2 separate regions of the Mus musculus genome follow, and region 2 is linked to region 1. Evidence: chromatin contacts called from public HiChIP or PLAC-seq data. All regions are on one chromosome and are shown on one strand. Each heading gives the region's core, a stretch centred on a gene start, on an enhancer-like site or on the middle of the called end of the contact. The rest is flanking DNA. Distances are from core to core; before and after follow the strand shown. Region 1 has its middle 44 kb from the start of Gm36553. Region 2 overlaps Pik3r1 (phosphoinositide-3-kinase regulatory subunit 1).

Region 1 (3,736 bases), core at 578-3,077:
CCAGCTGGACATAGGATGGAAACAGTGTTGGACAGGGTCAGACTGTCTCTGGGTGAGAAGTCTCGCTGAGTCACCCTGCTCCTCAACAGAAGACCTGTGGGTTTAGATGAGAGAGAGCATAGTGGCTTGGGAAGAGGATGGTTAGCTGCTAAGACAGTGCTGGGTAGGCATATATCCCCTCCATTAGTTATTAGGAGTTATATAAGAACATTATTTGGCCCACATGAAAGACTCAACACAGTGGCCAACATGTTTAGAGAATGGACAAAATGTTGCTATTAAAAATGGTAGATGGAGTGGTGAGATGAAAAACGAGGTGTTTCCATTTATACCTTTAACTGAAACATTCCTGGAATCTCCCAGGCCAACTACCATGGCTCCAGGATGGACTCAGAACTTTATACTCCATGCAGAATTGTCCCAGGGTCACCTAGAAATATTTTTCTTGGTACCTTGTGACAATGTGACCAGACTGGGCCTGACTCAGATTCAAGCCTTGCCCCAGGAATGATCTCACCACCCCTCACATGATCTTTCCAAACACACTCTTGTCTCAAGTGACAGTGCGGGATATAACCAGTTATATCCACCTTGGACACCTTTAAAATATGTAGACCTGATTTCAGTCTGCAGAAGGAGATAGAGGCCAATCCCTTATCTTTGATCCTCTTACGGTCTGGTGATAAATGTGATTGACCATCCTATGGCTGGGTAAAACAGAAGGGAAGGACACTCAACAAGTGGTTTGTCTGGCTGAGCATTCCTCAGGGAGCCTCGTCTACCACCCAGGAACTAGATCCTGCAACTACAGTCCTAAGGGCAGTGTACAATCTATGTTCTAGAAGCTTAGTTTCCCTCCAGGAGAATCCTGGTGACATTTTCTGACACAGAGTAGCTTTTCAAACTTTCCTTTAATAGCTCTGTATTACTCTGATTTGCATTATGAATGGTGGCCTAAAGCTTTGCCCTAAGACTTACTTCATGGAACTACACGGATAGAGAAGACATGCGCTCAACTTCAGAATACTCAGTGAGCAAGACAAAGTGATCTTTATTGTCTTAGTAGAGCATAGATTTTGACAAAATGGTGACTGGCAAATGACTCAAGGCAAAGTATATCCTGATCCTTATACAGTTCACCCCAGGCACACCAAGAAGCTCATATTTACCTTTAAACCTGACATGTGAGGATGGCTAAATGAAGTCCTAAAGGGCTAGAGAAATGACTCAGTGCATGTAAGCACTTCCTGCTCTTCCAGAGCACAGACTTCTGCACCCAGCCTCCACTTTGAGCAACCCACAACTGCCTGCAACTTCAGCTTCAGGGAGACTCAATGCTTTTGGTCTCTGAGGACACCTATTATTATATGTATATACTCAGTCTCCCACATAAAATAAAAATAAATCTTAAAAACAAAAACAAAGTACTTGATGATAAGGGGTGTGTGGGGTTTGTGTATGTCATTTGTTGGCTTGTTTGTTTTGAGTGTCTGGTGGAGATTTGCACAAAGGTCATGGGAAGCAGAGCAAATAAAGGAAAGAGCTCCCCTCATCTGCTTGGAGGAGGCAGATCTGAATGGCGCTGAATAGACATAAACCCATCCTGGGAATCTCCTCAGAAGATGAATTCAGGCAGTAAGATACAAATTTGGAGGTTAATACTATGCACATGCAGACTATAACATCACTCACTTGTCTCGGGGCCCATTCAAGATCACTTATTCATTACTAGTTTACCTACATTCTTCCTGTTTTCTCCCCTATTAAGATGGTATTTGAGTTTCCAGATCTCACTGGGCTTGGAGGTCTTCACTTCTCCTTTCTATGACAACCCTGTACACATAATATATTAGCATGCCTTCTAGCCTGTTACTACACTTACTGTTGGTGTAGAACCTTCAAATGATTGAAGGAAAGTCTTCCATCCATATAGTTACTATTACAGAAAAGCCCATTATCTAATATGCCAAATGTGCAGGTCCTATTCCATAATAGATGATAAAGACTTGAGGCATAGTTTTTGTTCTTTCTTATTAACTCCTAACACAATGTCACACCCTTAGGAAAGGTTCCAAGACTGGTGCCAGCCAACACTGATAATTTTCTCACATGCTACACCCTTCAGCCTCCCAAAGAAATGTTTCTGCTATTATAAGTTCCATCCAGGAACTTGGTATTTGAGAACACTTTTCCTATAGAGCAAATAGTTCAAAAGACATGTCAACATGAAAAAAAAAAAATCCTTATTTAGCTACTCTTGGCTTCTGCAGTCAGCAGGAGTTGAACCTTGGAAGACATAACTGTGTGAGCCAGAATGAATGATCAAGAGAGGGGTTAAGTGAGAGAGAGGGCAGAAAGAAGGAAGCAGGGGAGACAAAAACAGACACACAGAGGGAAGGAGAGAGAGAGAGAGAGAGAGAGAGAGAGAGAGAGAGAGCGCTCAAGTATGTCCGAGAGGGTCCCTCAACTGAGAAATCTTTTAAGGACTTTGCTTCCAACAGAGCACACTTACCCTCCCCCTAGCACACAGGGCTGGCCTTGGTATGCCTGAGTATATAGATTTGAGTGTCAGTCCTCACTTACTTGGATAAATAGGAGATCATAGAGAGGGATCTTTACCTGGCTATAGAGAAATCTTTAATTCTGGTATGGAACTGGGAGGCCTAAGGAACTATAACAACCAGGGCTAGGTTTCCTGTTCAAAGAGGGCAGCACAATTCTCTGTGTCACTTCGCCTTGATTAGAGGGTCTTAGCTAGATCTTTTCCTGAAATACAGAAGCTCTTTGAAAAAAAAATCTTATTGGGAGATTTTTTTTTTTCTGTACCAGGCACTTACGTAGTCTTGGCAACTGTGGTGACAGATGAGTCACCAGAGCAGGTTCCAGTTGGTTCTTCCACCCCATGAAGGCAGTGATTGCTGATTTACATCAGTCGTGCCTGGTGTCAGGGTTTCCTGGCCTGTGGCTTGAGCTTAGTCTTTTTTGATATCTGCTTTTCCCAGCGTTGGTGTGCCTTGAGCCTGTCAAATTACCTCTGCAACACTAACAAACCAGGGTGTTAGAAAGGGGAGGGCTCACAACTTCTATTTGATCCCTTTCTTAGTTGCATTGCTGAGATTCTCACTGGCAGGTACTTGGACCAAAGGTTGGTAGGAAGGCCTTACTCTTGAGCATCACAGAGAGTCCATCCGTGAGAGTTTCGTTTTGTTTTGCTCTTATGGGGGTTCGTGCCCTTCTGTTCTCTTTTTATGCTAATAGTTAATCAAAACGCTGTGTACTTATGATTCAAAGTGTGGAGCAAACATGAAATGGAAGTATTTATTAGAAATACAGGATCCTTAGTCCCATGTGACCTACTCAACTCTACTTTGCACTTCAACAAGACCAGGGGGATGTTTATGATCTGTGAAATTTAGTAATCCCTAGCTAAGCCACCACCTAGTTTTGTGTGAACCTAATCACACAGCCCCAGAAGGAGCAATCTAAGCCCCACAAGCTGGAGTAACCAGAATGCGGACACTGTACCCTGACTCTCTTAGGGCAGAGAAAAAAAAAAAAAGGTTCTCCTATAGCAACTCCACCCTATGGCCAGCCACCCACCTTGCACCTTCAAATAATTTGGCATCAGACAAATCATTTAATGCCATGCCACTTGCCTGACACACCGCTATATGTTCAATTTTCTACAAGGTTCCCTGGACACCCAGCAGGCTCTGTGCAAGAACAAACAGGATAA
Region 2 (3,736 bases), core at 702-3,201, 73 kb before region 1:
CAGCCACATCTCATTCATTTGGGTCAGCCAAAAAGATTCTAAAAGTCTGTGTCATTTAACGAATGTCTCCTGGTGTCCTCTTACCCTTTCCTGTCTCTCTTTCCCTCCCACCTGGCTTGCTGGCTGTCTTGCTCACCTGCTCACTTTTTCCCACCCTGTACACATTGAGGAGCATGGCATCGGGTGCTTTCTTCAGTAATGTACCGATAACCCTGCACTCTGCAGAGAGAAAGTACCAGGTTAGTGTTGAGTTATCCCTACTGTGCTGGCTTTCAGGATGACTAACATGCCATTGAACGTGGAATTAGGAGAAATTGAGAACATTTGGCCTCCTGAACCAGCACCAGGCAAGCCAGCTCCGACACACCATTACTTAGGAGACACCAATTCATTCTGCCAAATGGTGGCTTCGTATGGCTTCCTCTTTTCCTTTTCCATATAGGATAAAGTAGTACAACTTACCCTGGCTGCCTTCCTTCTCATGCCAGCTTCTCTCTCTCAAGCCCTTCGTCCCTTCACAGTATTCTGTCCCTTTCTGTTTCTTTCTTGGAGCTTTCTACCATGCATCCTTTACCCACGTTTGTAGATTTAAATGAAAGAGTTGCATTTGCTGCTGTTCTTATTCTGGGCAAGGTTCTGTCAAAACCCTGCTCGAATGGGGCTGCCCACGTGACCCTCACAAGGTAACCCTTTGAAGAGAGAAGCCACTTCGGGATTAGGCAACTCAGGGAATTTCTACAAAAGGTGTTTCTTAGAGGAAAGATCGAGACTAGATGCTTATCAGTGCTTGCTTTCACTTGAAGCAAACCCAACCAAGTGTCTGAACTCGGGTCCCTCGTGTGCCTTGAACTCAGCTGAGCATGCACAGGGAGGGCTGCATTGCTTTTTTGTGTGCCCCGTGCTCTTACCAACTGGGCCACTGGAAGCTGACGGGCAGGAGCCTTACTGGAGTGGTAAGGAAACGCTGAATTTTGCTCTCTGCCAATTAAAATAGAATTACATGTTTTGGTTACAAAAAAGGGGGGGGGGTGTTGTGAAATTGAACACATGCTAAAAGTCACAGGAAACGTAAAGACACCAGAAACTAATGAAACTATGAAAAGTTGTGGTTAAGGTTTTAATGTTACCAATACAAAAAACGATCCGGGTTAGCTTTGGAAAAAGTTTTTGCTTTTTTTCACACCACTCATGAGATGGCGTAAACCACCAAGATTCGCTCACGTCAGTCATGCATTTTGACAACTTTCCTTCCCCATTGACATCAAAAGCCACATGCAGAAAACTGGTACACGTTCCTAGCGAAGAAAGAGCAAACCTTATCCAAACTTGGGAGCTTGCACATCTGCCAGAGTGTCTCCGGGTGGTGGCCTTTTCAGTCCATGAAGCTATTAGAGTATCCATGGAAGCCTCAGTTTCACCTGACAGATGCTGGCTTTCAAATACCCATATAAATTTGCAGTGCCAGCCAGCCAGAGGTGGGCAGCCACCTGCTTTTCCTCGCCCTTTTACAGCATCTCATGTTAACTTGATGCTGCTGCTGCTAGTGACTCTTAAGTCTCCAGCAACAAAAGCCCCGATTAAGCAAATTCTTTTAACAGGATTTAGTGGTAAATTAGCAAAGTTGTGATTTATATCCAGATTAGATTAGTCTGGTTGTCCCAGCCTTCCTCTCACCTTCCTCATTTTACCCTAAAACATTTTTTTGTTGTTGTTGTTGTTGTTATTTTACTTGAGTTTTAATGGTCTGAATTTTCTCCTGACACCTTTTGGTTTCTCTTAACTTGAGTACGGCTTCTTCAACCTGGCGCTCTGACTGTGTTCTGCCGATCAAGAGTGGAAGAATATCATGCTCACTGCAGGGTATTTAGCCACATCCCTAGCCTCTACCCACCGGGTGCCAGTAGCATCCACCCCCAGTCATGACAGTCAAGAACAGTCTCCAAATAGTGCCAGACTCTTCCTACTCTACCCCCACGCCCTGGGAACCACTAAACCAGATAGAGATCAACCTGTGGCTGGCTGGGGGTTGGGGGGGTGGGACTTCCCCGGGGAACTAGAGTAGTGAAGCATTAAAGGAACTGGTTACCCATCAGTAGTTTGGTGAGGAGTGAAGTGAGGGACCAATACCTCTTAGCTGTGGGTAGCGAAGAGCTGCCCGGTGGTATTAATTCAGAAAGGGAACCATGTATTGCACATGTCAGAAAACCCAGGGCATGGGAGAAGTCACAAAAAAATAATAAATAAAACCAAGTGTACTCTATTGTCAACTCCCGTGGATTTATACACATGGGGAATTTATCCCAAGACTTGTGAAGCATAATTTCATTCAAACACTGTGAAGACTCCAAGGACCGGGCTTCCTAGATTCTTCATAAGGTCTCGGAAGTGAGCACCTCCCAAGGGCTCCAGACCTCATCTATTTACCACAGCTCTTGCGTTGGCTGCTGAGCAAGGCCGGAAGAGCAGGGGAGAGGCACACTCTGTCCTTGAGGCCCCCTAAGTGTGATGTGAGATTCATAAAACATACAAACTGCTTGCCAGGTGTCCTAGTGAAGGCATTGCTCATCAGCCCCTGCAGGAAGGAGCACTAAGGGGATGATGCCTGAGAGAGGAACATGGGACTGCAACACCTTTAAGTCTACACACGTCTCCTAATGGGTGCCACATATATTTTTCAGGATGAGCAAGTTTCGAGATACCCCTTTTCAAGGCAGAGAGACGAGACATGAGGCATACAAGGGCCACGTCTAGAGGAGCCAGAAACCTCAGATGCTCATATAATCTTAATTGGCATTACATCATTTCACAAATAATTGCTCAGTTTCAGGCTAGATCCTTTATGCAAAGGCCCAGCAGGGCCTGTGCACCTTTGTTAGCATGTGCTCTGTGGTCTTGTTAGCTCTCTAGGGTATTGAAGTTATCTTCTTAGGTCTTACCTCTTACAGTTTTTCCTTGACCTGGCCTATGTACATTTATACTAGGCTGTGGTGTCACAGTCTCAGACATCTGGCTACTTAGTGGGACAAGGTTTGCTTAATGGGATGATGTGCCCAAAGACTTTCTGTACCGCAGTCTCACCCCAGATTCCCATAGCTTCTCAGTTTGGAGGTCACTTCCCATAAAGGGATGGGTAACCTCATGTAGTGGTCATAAAGAAGTTGACAACACTAAAGGTTTCTGAGCTAAGATTTAAGTCAGACATGTAACACTCTAAGATGTTTTTTGGCCAGATTGACACACGCATCGCACTTCACTTTCGCTAGCCTTAGTTCTGAACATACAACATTCATGCTTCTCACTGTGTATGGGGGTCCATGTTGTCAGGCCACTTGCACCTAAGCTCAGATTCAACACTATTGTATGTTATGGATTATCTACACAGAGATTCCTGCCCCATAGAAACAGTGTGACCGAACTATAGAAGACTTTGACGTGAATCTTTCATCCTCAACATGTCTATCTTAGGATGTTTGTATACAGACACACACATACACATATATGCACATACACAAATATTAATATGTCTTTGGATTGAATTATATAAAGATGTTTGATCGTAAAAATTGTTCTTTGGGTTTCTTTTTTTTAAAAAAAAAAAAAGTTAAATAAATTTTGGGCTGGAATCATTAGGAAAGAATTTCCAGAAGTATTTGGAATGGCCCTTGACGTATAATTCCGTCATTTAGTATCATGGATTTATACAAAGCGACGTCCCAGCATTGACAATTTTTAAGTC

What was found. HiChIP or PLAC-seq counts read pairs in DNA pulled down with a chosen protein or histone mark.
Region 2: a BATF HiChIP or PLAC-seq map of CD8 T cells shows a contact between it and region 1, with 5 read pairs. The contact joins two enhancer-like sites. A contact is called at or near these places in 1 of 39 promoter capture datasets (macrophages), 7 of 484 Hi-C or Micro-C datasets (germinal center B cells, liver, long-term hematopoietic stem cells and 1 more), 1 of 115 datasets of contacts at active chromatin or transcription factors (CD8 T cells) and 4 of 9 other capture datasets (adipose tissue, embryonic stem cells, macrophages and 1 more).

The regions. Positions count from the first base shown.
Region 1 is chr13:101,632,127-101,635,862 of GRCm38.p6, reverse strand. No RefSeq gene overlaps it. Among named protein-coding and RNA genes, the nearest start is that of Gm36553, 44 kb to the right of the region's middle. Within about 2 kb of position 1,827, at least 16 of the 459 cell types and tissues checked have an H3K27ac peak or open chromatin away from gene starts, as enhancers often do. A contact at or near this core is called in CD8 T cells, where this site is marked.
Region 2 is chr13:101,704,881-101,708,616 of GRCm38.p6, reverse strand. All of the region lies in intron 4 of Pik3r1 (phosphoinositide-3-kinase regulatory subunit 1), which reads left to right. Among named protein-coding and RNA genes, the nearest start is that of Pik3r1, 61 kb to the left of the region's middle. Within about 2 kb of position 1,951, at least 42 of the 459 cell types and tissues checked have an H3K27ac peak or open chromatin away from gene starts, as enhancers often do. A contact at or near this core is called in CD8 T cells, where this site is marked.